2 separate regions of the Bos taurus genome follow, and region 1 is linked to region 2. The links are chromatin contacts, called in public Hi-C maps. All regions are on one chromosome and are shown on one strand. The core of a region is the stretch at or near the end of the contact, and the rest is flanking DNA. Distances in the headings are between cores, read along the strand shown.

The links. Hi-C and Micro-C count contacts between places; a contact is called where the count stands out from the background.
Region 1: a contact with region 2 is called in a Hi-C map of skeletal muscle, with 4 times the contacts expected there. The contact joins the promoter of REPS1 here to the promoter of ECT2L in region 2. A contact is called at or near these places in 3 of 11 Hi-C or Micro-C datasets (liver, skeletal muscle and skin fibroblasts).

What each region holds. Positions count from the first base shown.
Region 1 is chr9:76,724,672-76,731,507 of ARS-UCD2.0, reverse strand. It overlaps REPS1 (RALBP1 associated Eps domain containing 1), which reads left to right and starts at 2,525. Exons shown (of 20, transcript NM_001354364.1): 1 at 2,525-2,868. The coding sequence starts at 2,716.
Region 2 is chr9:76,570,616-76,577,016 of ARS-UCD2.0, reverse strand. It overlaps ECT2L (epithelial cell transforming 2 like), which reads right to left and starts at 1,583. Exons shown (of 20, transcript NM_001191539.1): 1 at 1,518-1,583; 2 at 253-365. The coding sequence starts at 1,583.

The DNA.
Region 1 (6,836 bases), core at 1,276-3,775, 150 kb before region 2:
ATTTGTACCTTAAAATATAAATTTAAGTAACAGATATAAAGAAAAATCCTTGCATTTGTGAAACTGTCAAACCCTCCAACACCAGGCCAACCCAGTATCTGGCTGGGGCTGGTAAAGGTCTCCCCTTCGTGCAAGGCTTTCTGGTTTTTTGAGTGTGTATGTGTGTGTTTGGAGGAACTTTTACACAGATACAGTGCTTCTTACAAGTACTGATGTTCAGGACTCCCCTCACCACCATAAAAAAGATTGTATGTCAGATATATCTCAATTCTCAGAATGTAAACAAAAATATATGTTAATGTCAGGGAGTGAAAAGTGCTACAAAGAAAAATAATTCGGATCAGGGGATAGAGAGTGATGGTGGGGCTATTTTATTTGTATTAATGGCTGTGCTGGGTCTTCCTTGCTGTATGTGGGCTTCTCTTGTTGTGGAGGACTGGCCTCCAGGCTTCAGCAATTGTGGTGCAGGGGCTTAGTTGCTCCTCTGCAAGTGGAATCTTCCTTGAGCATGTGGAATCATCCTTGACCATGGATCAAACTCTTGTCCCCTGCACTGGCAGGCAGATTCTTAACCATTGGAGTGGTGGGGGCTATTTCAGATCAGGTGTTGAGGGAGGTCTCTCTCTGAGGAGGTGATACCTGTACAGGGACCTGAGGTGTGAGAGAACAAGCAAAGGCTTATGGGAGTGGCGGGAGCAAAGGCCCTGGGGCAGCAAAGAGCTTCAGGGTCTAGGAAAGGTGTGGAGAAAAAGAAGCTGAAGATGACCCTGAGCCAATTCCTATCTCATATGCTCCTCTCTTTTATACCTTTGGAAGACAGGACATCTGTGGGTCTCCGATCACCTCTGGTGGGTGTCCTGCAAGGGCATGTGAGGTATTGCTGTGACAGATTTAAAGTTTTAGAAAGAGAGAAACTTGAAGTTAAAGTCATGTTGTGCTAGTATTCAAATATGGCCCCACAATCCCTCTTTGGTTTTTGTTTGTTTTTTAAAGAAAGGTAATGCAATGCCTATAATTGTGTGTATTTTAACATTCCATTAAAGCCTGGAGTAAAATGAATAAATATTGACACTAAGTGGCATATATAAAGACTATAAATAGCCTCATGTGAGTTGAGTTGAGATTTTGCCTCCAAATGAAGTAGGGCAGGTTTTGCAGACAAAGTGTTAAAAAAAAAAAACAAAAAACAAACCCTTGGGGTTTTCAGTGCCTTTGAATTTTGAAATTCCAGATAGAGGACTGTAAACCTGTAATAACTTTCCTTTCATGGGTCATCTGTAAGGTCAGCACTCAGCGGAGTAACCCGTAGCAGACGAAATAAAAACCCATACTGAAAAGTCTAGTTCTACCCTAGCTGCTGTTTTTGAACTATTTCCTATTTGTTAAGGATAAACTATTATGATATTCTATTTGAGACATCTCAAGAAGTATCTCCCAGATAGGTGTAGAATACAACAGTGCAAACACATCATCTTCCATAAAGGAGGAAATTAGGGGTCGCCAGAGCGAGACCCTGTGGTCGGCCCAGAGTCTAAACAGGTTTATAGAGCTGATGGTATATATTTATGGCACTAAGCTCCTGGTGACCAGAACCACCTTGTATAACGAGATGAAGTTTGCTAGCTGTTCCCTCTATTCAGCAATTTTGTTTCTCAGGTAAACACGGTTTGGAGCCAGAGTGGGAGCTGGGTCTCAGTGGCTAGTGTCTATACGATGAGAGTTCTCAGATGGGTTGGTTACATGTTCATAGCCCTTCAGAGCACATAGAAATACTGAATTGATCCTCAGTAACATCTGACCTCAAAGCAGCACAACGCATACAGTAGTAAGAACCTGAACAATGTTCCCCTTTCACTCAATGTTTATTAACCATTCGGTGCCAGAAGCTTTGAGATAATCCAAACTGCAGCCCGTATCTAAGTTCTCCTGGTATGAATGAGCTGCGTGCTTTCCCCACTGGTCGCTGCTTCCAGGGGTCCCAGCCTTGCCTGCCCAACGCGAAGGGCGGCTCGACCCTCTGCCGCGGAGCTCCGGCCACCAGGGGGCGCTGCGGCCCCCCTCTCCCGGGAGCGGCCGAGCCAGCCCGGTGGGTGTTTCTCTCTCCCTCTCGCGCTCTCTCCTCCCGGCCTCACATCCGGGTCTGGAGCGCGGCCGCCGCTGTCAGTGTTGCTGCGGTCGCGTCGGGGGCCGGGCCGGGGCGCAGTAAATGGCGGCGGAGGGAGGCGGAGCGGCGGCCGCGCTCAGCCCTGAACCCCCGAAACTTTAGACTAGAAGCCCCGCAACTTTTCCGCGAAGTGCTGCCGCTGTGGGGGCGTGGACGGAAGGGGAAGGCAAGGCGGGAAGTCTTGGGGGAAGCGGCGGGGAGCCGGAGAGACTCGAACCCGCGGCGGAGGCGGTGGCGGAGTCCGCCCCAGCCTCGCACCGCCGCGGCCCCCGCCTCCTTCCCCGTGTTCTTCCCGCGGCCGCCGAGGCGGAGCCGGAGCCGCGCGCTGCGCGGGGCCTCGTCGGCGGCGGCGCGCCGAGCCCAACCGGGCTCCCTCCCCGCGACCTCCGGGCCCTGTAGCTCCGACGCCCCCCAGGGCTCCCCGCCGCTTCGGGGAGGAGGGTGAGGAGGAGAAGGAGGCCGGGCGGCGCGCAGTACCCACCGTCCTGGGGTCGCGGGGCCGAGCCCCCGGTGTTGCATGCGGGGCGGGGTGGCCGTGAGCGGAGGCGAAGATGGAAGGTTTAACGCTGAGCGATGCGGAGCAGAAATACTACTCGGATCTCTTCTCCTACTGCGACATCGAGAGCACCAAGAAGGTGTCGGCCAACGGGCGAGTGCTGGAGCTGTTTCGGGCCGCGCAGCTGCCCAACGACGTGGTCCTCCAGGTAACGCCGCCGCGTCTGGGGGTCGGCCGGCCGCCGAGGGGTCGCTTCCCGGCGGCTTGGGCCTCTAACCGCCTGCTTCCGCGGGGTGGGAGTGGGCGCCGTTTCCCGAAGGGCCGGCGGTGGGCAGGTTCCCCGGACTCCTCCGCTGCGGGCCGGGGCCGCAGGTGCCCGGGCGGCCGGGACTCGCGAGGGGGAGGGGGTCGCTCTTCGAGGACAAAAGTCAGGCAGGGATACTGTGGGGGTTGGGGAGGGGGTGGTGGTCTCTGTATTATCTCTGGAGAGCGTAAGCCCTGTATCTCTCGGCTGCCCCGCAGAATCTGGATTTTTCAACCCTGAAAGAGCAACTTCAGATGAAAGATCTGGGATTGTTACCATGCTTTTGAATCCTTGGTCTTGGCATCTACTTTTCTTTTTCTTAAGGAAGCTGAATTCTCAAGGAGATTAAAAAATTTGAACTTTTAAGTAATAGTTTGCAAGTAGGTATGAAAAGAACTTTAACTGTAGGATGCGTGGCTGGTGTAAACTGGATCATTTTTCCATTGGCCGTCGGTAGCATTTGGTGGAACTGGTGGATTGGGTTGGTAGATAAGTATTGAGCAACCGCAAGTCAAAGGTGCCTATTTGCCTCAGTGCCCTAGAGGACCGAGGAGAGTTAAGTTTTAAGCTTTCTCCGTCTTATCTAATGTATGTGGTGAGCATTGATGTTACTCTGGGTCTCATGAGTCATAGCTGCTAGTAAGATTTTGTCTAAACAGCGTATCAGGAACAGGTTTTAAGCTTTCCTCTCTATGATGATCCAAGCCAGTTATCCAGATCTCCAAAACTTACGGCCATGTGCGTAGGTATGATGTAGTATATTGCAGAGAGCCCTGAATCAGGAGTTTTCAGGCCTGGACCCATGACCCCCCACTCTGTTAACCCGCAGGGTGACTTTGGGCCGAGCGCTTTAAACTCTTCAAGCCTAAGTGTGCTTAGAATGAGGGTCAAGTTCCTTCTGAGGAACCTTCTGGGAAATATAAAAATGTCCACACAGGCCTCTCTTTTAGAAGTTATCTGTGCGTTAATTGTGACTAAGTTGAACCAGTTCTTTTTGCATAATCTGGTTTGTTTTATGTTGCTTTTTAAAAATTTTGGGAGGAAAATTGGGCGTCTTACACACCAGCAGCTGGGAGTCTCATATTCATTCTGCTGAAGAGACAAAGTAAATATTTTAGGCTCTGCTGGCCACATACAGTCTCTGTATGTATATTCTTTGTTTTTGTTCTTGCAGTCTTTTAAAAATGTAAAAATCATTTTTAGCTCAGGGGCATACAAAACAGGGCCTCTAACTGCTGACCCCTGCTGTGTGGGTACTGTATGTTCCCCGTATGGCTTTGGAGTTAGACTTAGAGGAATATACTCACTAATGATTTTGCTCTTTTTGTAGAAATACGTTCAAGACATTAGGAAACTAAAACTAAGGGGGAACCTCCCATTTTCTGTTTGGTTTCTCTCTTTGGGGTAGGGCAAGCTGAAATCGACTGACATTCATATTTTTAAGGGTGCATGAAGACTTTAGGACATTATATTATTTAGGATACAAATTCAGCTTAATTAACCTTTGCTTCAAACATGTTTAACCCAGTCCAACTTATTTTCATGTCATGCTCGATTTTATTTACACTCAAAAATAAATTTCTATTGCCTTTTTTAAAAGAGAACTTAAATAGCATAAATATTCAGGATTCAGTTATATTAATAAGCTGGAAACTGTAGGAACTCCCTAAAGCACAATTCTTATAGCTTTCTGGGTAGCTTGAAGGCAATCTACTTAAAAAATTGGCCTAGGAGATAAAATGTGAAACAAAAGAGGAATGTGGACTTAATTCCCTAATGGAAGCTTAGGATTGTCGGAAAACAGTCCTCCCTTGCTTCGTAAGTTGAAAACATTTGAAGCAACTCACATACAAATTAGCACTGGGCTAGGTGTTGCAGGGCCTCACAGCAGGAGTAAGAAGTTCTCAAGGACCTTGTAAGCTCCAGAAATAAACATGTAACAAAGCAGTGTGAATGTCATGAGATGGATAAAGGAGGGTATGACCAAGAAAGGCCTCTTCACTTAATTCAGATGGACCTTACAGTAGTGTGGAGGGATGAAGAGGATTTCCAGGCGGTAAAACATGGCCAGAGATGGAAAGTGTGGGAAGGACCCTTTGCAAGGACTAGCAGATAGTCAGATTTTGCCAAAGCTGTAGTATGTTTTGGAGATACTGGCACTTAGAGACCACATTGGGAAAGATTCTGAAGAACAGGCCAATTTCATATTTCAGGAGGCAGTGGAGACTCACTGATAGTTTTTGACTTCTAGTGAGATAGAGATCAGAGGCTAGGGAAAGAGGCTCGAGCAGTGGTTCAGAATAGATGCTAGATACAGAGCACCCAAACCAGGGTGACAGCAGTAGAACAGAAAAGGAGGGGCTGGATGAACAGGTCTGTGTTACTGAAGGGCGGTTGGGTAGCCACAGTGTGAGGTGTTTGTGGGAGAATGTTTGAGACTGGGTGGAGAGCTTTGAACTAATTGTGAAGGTGGCAGGGAGTTAGAGATTTAAGAGAACTGACTCATAAAAGCTGTGCTTTAGGAGGCATTTCTGGTGGCTCAGACAGTAAAGAATCTGCCTGCAATGCAGGAGATCTGGGTTCCATCCCTGGGTTGGGAAGATTCACCGGAGAAGGGAATGGCAACCTACTCCAGTATTCTTGCCTGAAGAATTCCATGGCCAGAGGTGCCTAGCGGGCCACAGTCCATGGGGTCACACAGAGTCGGACATGACTGGGCTACTAACGCACTTAGGAGGCATTTAGGAGACCAGAGCAACTGAGAGTAGAGGGAAGAAGAAACTGGGGACTGATTCTTTCACATGTAAATGAAGTGATGAGGAACAGGGCCGAGGAACTCAAATGTGAGAGTGGGGACGGCCAGGGGGAAGGGAGTTTTGCCACCCACAAGGCACTTGGAGACATATTTGGTTATCATAACTCAGAGGGAGGGAGCAGTTCTACTGGCGTCTAGTAGATAGAGGCAGGAGTGCTACTAAACAGCCTACAATACACAGGACAGCTCCGACAACAGAGTCATCTGGCTCAAAATGTCAGTAGTGCCAAGATTTAGAAGACTGATCTGGACTCTGGTGGTAACAGTTGATCAGAAAATGAGGTTGAAGATACAGTAGGGGACGATGGAGGTAGACCTGATGAGCCTGGGTTAGCTGGTGATATTTTGCTAAGAGAAGGGCAAGGTTTATTCTCTGTAGGACACCACTCACAGTTACAGAAGGGGCAGGAAGAGGGCCTGATGTATGAAGAGAAATTGATGAGTTTGTTCTCAGGTGTTTTGAGATGGCAATGCAGTAGTCCAGGAGATAGTTGGAAATGTGTGAATGTCCACTCTGAATGCTGGTTCTTCCAGTGAAATTTGAGTGTTTGGGATCTCTCCTCTCTGCCTTTCTCACCTGTATATCTTGGAGTTAGAGACCAGACAGCTTCTCACACTAGGCATGCATTTTTACACATCAGGGCTTTGATTGATATAGTAGTTTTCAGCATTTGTTAATAAAAGTCATGAGAAGACTGAGGCATCTAAGGAATGAGTATAGAGAACAAAGAACAGAGGCCCCAGAACTAAAGGAGGAAGGAACTGGCATTTATTGAGTGCCTATTGTGTTCTTTTACTGTGCAGGTCATTTTCATGCAGGAACTCATTTGATCTTTGCAAAACAATCCTGTGAAGAGAGTATTATTCTTGTTTATTAACTAGAAACTTGATAGGCAGAGAAGTGTTAAATAACTAGTGAATAGAATACCTCTCCTTTACCATTATTTCTTGCCACCTGTCAGTTCTTTCCTACTTTTCACTGTTCATGTACTTGGTTTGCCCATAGTTCTTACAAAGAGTAGAGATCTTAAATGATTTGATTTTGAGTTATATGTGG
Region 2 (6,401 bases), core at 334-2,833:
GCTGAAGCTATTCATAAGTTTTTGCAAAAGTTTTTTGCAAAAACCAAATATCCCACTATGGTATGAAGGTGTTCAAGTTCCCTAAGTATCCATTTCATCCTCAAAGAGGAAGCAGCACTAGAAAAGATTGTTTATAAACCTTAAAATATCAATTGTGTTGTTTTTCTTTAGGGAAAAGAGAAACTCTTTAAGGTTATATGATCATTGTATAATATTTTCTTTAAGATAATTACATCACTAGGCTACATTTACCTTAGTTGTGATTTAGTGCATCGTAAAAAAATCGTGAATAAGAATTCTTGACGTTGCTTGTTAGTCCAGAGATCAAACCAGTGACTTATAAGAGCAACTCTTTCCTGAAAGAGCTACAAGTTGGGGGAGAAATGACATTTCAACATATTCTAAGTTGCTAAGCAAGACATAAGCAACCTAACAATCTCACAGCTAATATTTGCTTTGCACGTTACAGTTCATAAAGCACTTTCACATTAGTAAGGGTCTTTCCCTTCAGCTTAAACTGCTTTTTATCCAGGGATGCAGGCAAGCCCAGGCTTGCTGGGTAGGCAGGTGGGAAAGGCTGGAGGGGACGTAATTACAGAGGTGCCCAAGGAGGGCACAAAGAAGTAATGAATCCTCACTCTTGTCTCTACCTAAACTAGTGTGGTCCGGAGAAACAGATCGCAAACATTTCATCTTGAAAATACATACCAGTTACTTGCTTAATTGTGAAAACAGGGCCATGTGGAGTAGGTGTGATTTTACTAAGCCAGAGTCCTACATTTTTATAACACCCACCAAAATGAAAGTTAATAAATATTACTGAATAGCCTTTGTTAGGAGTGTCTCCACAAAAGACACACCAGGACCAGTGTGCCCCCAAACCAGGACCTCAGTCCAGGTTGGCTTAGATGACATATATAAACTCATTGGTATTATTACTAGTCAGGCTTTGGTCCCAGCCCGTCTGGTCTCTTTCTTTTGTGAACGAGCATGGGCCACGTTTGAGCTCTGAGTACCCAGGCAGCCTCCTTCTCTGTGGAGGTCTGGCAGAGCTGCCTGGGCCATTCAGTGACTACCTCTCAAATTACCTTTCAAAGGACGGGGAATCCTCAGGCCCCAGGGAACTGTGCAGTAGGCACAAGAGGGAAGAGAAAATTAAAGAAACACACACACTAATGCTCTCACCACCAAACACACACCAAATGCAAACACACACCAAAACACCACCCTTACAGCAATCAGGGTGTGTCCTGGAGGTTTCTATTTTGTTTCCTGAGGTATAAACAAGACAAAAGTGGGGGCAGGTCTTGTGCCTTCCATAAAACTGGAGTTGTGAACTGGGCTAAAGAGAGATTATCTTTGGGGCAGACAAATGTATGTTCATTTCTGTTTCAAGTGACTCAAAAACTAAGTTCTTACAAGCATTTAATTTAAATATGGTAACAGGAGACCCAATATATCACAGTAAAAGTCACCCTAGAATTTAATCTTATCTTATTCTAGAATATGCGACTCACCTGTCGATTTAATGACTTGTTGCTGAAAGGTGTCCAGGCACTGAATCTTGTGTGGAAGCTCTCCATTTCCAGGCTTTCGCTGGGAGAATTCCCAGCTGACATCTCAGCAAATTATTTTTGTCCAGTCCTAGAAAATATACATTGATTTCAATAAATGTTTAATTAAGATCACCTAGATCCAGTATATCAATGCTGTCCTTATAGGAATAATAGAATTACAGCAATTCATCCATATATATTTTTATATAAATATAATTAGAACTATATATATATATGTCCATACAAATATGCACAGGGAGTTCATGAACTCTAAATCATTAAAATTATTCTCTCCTCAACTACTTGGACTGAAATATGAATCCAAACCAGAGTTGTTTTTTACTTTGCTGGGAAACTGACTCAAAAAGTGGAATGATTCTTTACTAGCCATGAATACTAACTTTTTTTTCCCCTGCAATCTGAAAAGCTCAAAGAGGATGCATCCCACGAGTCCCCTACCCCTACCCAGCTTTTAAAGGCATAAGTCAGAGGATAAGGAGAGAAAAAATAGATTAATATATTAATGATCTATTGCTGCATGGAAAATTATCCTAAAATTTAACAGCTCAAAACAACTGTTATTATTATCTCAAAGTTCCTGGGGGTCAGAAATCCACACACAACCTAGTTGGGTATAGTATTGTTAAGGTATTAGATCTGCCATTACAAAATACCACAGATTGGGGTGGAAATGGGGCATGAATAATAGAAGTTTATTTTCTCACAGTTCTGGAGGCTGAAAGTCTAAGATCTACATGCTGTTTCTGGTGAGGCCTCTCTTCCTGTCTTGCAGCAGCAGCCTTTCTGCTGTGTTCACACAAGGCCTTCATTTTGAGCACATGTGGGTTTGGGGTGATGGTGGGGGTGCACTCTGGTATCTCTTCCTCTTCTTATAAGGACATCAGTCCAATTGGATTAAGGACTCCAACCTTATAAACTCTTTTAAGTTTTATTACCTCTTTATAGGCTCCATCTCCAAATATAGTCATAATGGGGGTTGGGGCTTTGGCATGTCAGTTTTGCGCGGACATAATTCAGTCCATAAGGGGTCCCTCTGCTTCACAGTCTCCCATAGGCTGCAATCAAGGTGTTGGCGAGGACTCCAGTCTTATTTGAAGGGTTTTTTAAACTTATTTGCCTGTGCCAGGTCTTCACGGTAGCACATGGAATCTTTGATGCGGCATGGGGGATCTAGTTCCCTGACCAGGGATCAAACCCAGGCCCCCTGCATTAGGAGCATGGAGTAGCCACTGGACCACCACGGAAGTCCCTCATGTGAAGGATTTGTAGCTCATTCCTGTGGTTGAAGCCAGGTTTCAGTTGCTCATGAGCTGTTGGGTGGAGGAATCCCTTGTTTTCCTTGCCACATGGGCTTCTCCATAGGGCAATTCATATGGCAGTTGGCTTCCATCAGAGTAAGCAAATGAAAAAGCAAGAGAGGACACACAGAGGGAAGCACAGGTTCTTTGTAACCTCAGAAGCGGTATCCTTTTGCTCTATTCTATTAGGTAACAGAAAGTAGCTAGGTCCAGGCCACATTCAAGGGGAGTGGATTATACAAGAGTAATTAAAAAAAAAAAAAAGAGTAATACAGTCTACCACAGTTAACCCTTTGGGTCAACCTCCTTCCTTTCCTATGTGCAGAACATACTCATCTACTCCCTAAAACAGACAACTCTAAAGTTACATCTCAACAATATTTTCTTTTTTTTTCACCAATATTTTTAGCTTAGATTCCAGGAGATAGAAATGATTCATAATAGTCATGACAGACCAAGATATACTCTTGACCTACAGATCTCTGAACTAAAAAGAAAAGTTATCTAGCCTAGCCCATACACACACTATGCATGCATGCTCAGTCATATCTGACTCTTTGTGACACTATGGACTGTAGCCCACCAGGCTCATCTGTCCATGGGATTTCCCAGGCAAGAATACTGGAGTGGGTTTCCATTTCCTACTCCAGGGGACCTTCTTGAGCCAGGGATGGAACCCAGGTCTCCAGCATTGCAGGCAGATTCTTTACCACTGAGCTACCTGGGAAGCCCCTATACATACAAGATACATATGAAATGGTAGAACAATAAAAGGACAACTGCAATAAGTAGTCAACTATGTAAAGTTTAAAAATAAAATAAAATTAAAAAAAAAAAGTATTCCCATTTGTAAAGGATAAGAATGGTATATAAAAGAGTTAATCCATAGCAATTCTGAGATCCAGCTGTAAAGGCTGGATCTCAATTGTCATTTTTAGTCTCAATAACATTCTCTTTTAGACCATGTAGGTGACTCCTTTGACAATACTGATTTCTTAATAATTTATTTAAAATTATTTGAATTCAGGAAGTGCTATGTTCACAACTGTTTAGAGACTTGTCTCTGTCTTTCTGTATAGTCAAAACTATGGTTTTTCTGGTAGTCATGTACAGATGTGAGAGTTGGACAGTAAAGAAGGCTGAGGGCCAAAGGATTGATGCTTTTGAACTTTGGTGCTGAAGAAGACTCTTGAGAGTCCCTTGGACAGCAAGGAGATCAAACTAGTCAATCCTAAATTAAATAAATCCTGAATATTCACTGGAAGGACTGATGCTGAAGTTGAAGCGCCTATACTTTGGCCACCTGATGTGAAGACCCAACTCACTGGAAAAGACCCTGATGCTGAGAAAGACTGAAGAAAGGAGGAGAAGGGGGCAACAGAAGATAAAATGGTTGGATGGCATCCCTGACTCAATGGACGTGAGTTTGAGCAAGCTCTGGGAGATAGTAAAGGATGGGGAAGCCTAGCATGCTACAGTTCATGGGGTTGCAAAGAGTCGGATACAACTTAGCCACTGAACAACAACTATGAGCCTAATCAGACTTTCCTTAGGAAGAACCAAACTCTAAGTCTCCTCTTCTTGAGATATGCTCCCAACTGTGAAAGTATTTGCTGGTACCACCTTATTCCATTCAGAGATCCTAACAGTGGTGTGACAGCCATTTTCTTCTTGACTTGGTCTTGCTGTGATGCCGAGTTTTAAGCAGCCTTTGTTTCTCAAAGGATTTCTCTATTGCTTCTCTGCTAGTTGAATGTGTGACTCAGTTACACCTCCACTCAGTTACAGGTATCTGAGTTTTTTTGTTGTCTCTGAATGTTTTTTCATTTCTGCTTGCAAACCAGACAAATTTTTTCTTCTGAGTTCCTTTAATTCTGGTAGTACCTTGGCAAATGCAGCCAGTAATACAGACTCATTATAATAAGTCATTTCTACCTCTTTGCATAAAGTATAAGCTTATTAGTTATATAACATGCTCTTTAAGCTATTCTAGAATATAGTTCTACAAATTTTTTTGGTGACATGGATTGCTAACAGTCCAAGTTCCCAATAACAATTTCATGCTGCTATAGTGGATGTTAATGCCACATAATTTGGAATATATTGATGCTGGTATGGCAGTACCCTACTCCTGGATCCAATATTTGTACCTACAAAACACTTAAGGAAAAAAATATCAATTGAACTTATTAAAGATAATAGAAAATTGGGAATTATTTCCAAGTTCTTCTATGAAGTCAACATAATCTTAACACCAAAACCCAACAAAGACCTTACAAGAGAGGAATATTATAGGTTTATTATCATAAACATAATCCTAAAATAAAAATCCTCATCAAAATATTAGAACACCAAACACACCAATATATGAAAAAGTTAACATATCACCACCAATTTGGACTGATTCTTGGAGCATAAATTTAGTTTGATATTACAAAATCAATGTATTTATCATCTACCGGGGTCCAGCCCTGGTGGATCCAGGAAATTTGAAGCAGGGACAGCGTCAGAGAGGATCAGGAAACAATTGCTTAATTAAATGTTAATTAAGGATATAAAGAGTGGTTAAATAAGGATAGCTCAGTGAGGAAATTCAGTGGAGAAAAGAGGCTGAATAATTCAGCCAGAAGGTGAGAGAAAGAACGACATGGGGAGACCAAGTTTCGGTGAACAAGGCCCGCACTTTATTTTCCAAAGTAGTTTTTATACTTTAAGTTATGCATAGAGGATTATGGGGGAAGGGGTAGAGTCATGCACTAAGCCAGGCTTTCTTCCTGCAAACTTATCATATGCAAAAGTTTAGGTGATTTGCATCATCTTCTGGCCCAGAGGCCTGTTAACATTTTAAGACCCTTTCTTCAGAAAACTTATTTTTCTCTAAAGGTGATTAGTCAGGCGCCACCCTCCAAAAGCATTAAAGTTGCATTCCTATAGGGCAAAGGTGTGGTGGGCTATAACAAGAAAAAGAATTAACTCAAGGGTCCAAGGTTACAAACATTAAAGCTACTACTTACACCAATTATATTAATCAATACACTGCCAGGGACACAGCAGGTAAGGGATATGGAGATTTAGCAGCAAACATTAGCCCAACAAGTGAAAAAACCTTCACCAATACAATTTCTAATCAATCTTTTAACTGCTCAAAGGAATCTGTATTTAGACAGTTTAGAACATCTCATGCCTCTCACAGTTCTCACAGTTGGGAGGCTCTGAGCAATCACATGTGGCCGGAAAAACCTATTCAGAGGCAGGCTAGAGGACTTCCAAAGGAGTTTGTAGGTTGAAACACTATCACACCCAGGAACTTTATTAACTGGAGCTGTAAGTTAACTCTTTTTTTCAGAGAGAGGTAGTGAGGGACAGCCCCCCGTAAAGTCAGAGGTGTAGGTGAGAGCACAAAGCAGAAAGTAGGCAGACTCTGGTTTTGGGGGTAGATGCTCGAGAATTTCCAGGGGGACTCCTGAGGCTCAATCCCGCCTTTGCGTATGCCGAGCCTCCTTCCTCATGACCTTTGCCACGGGCA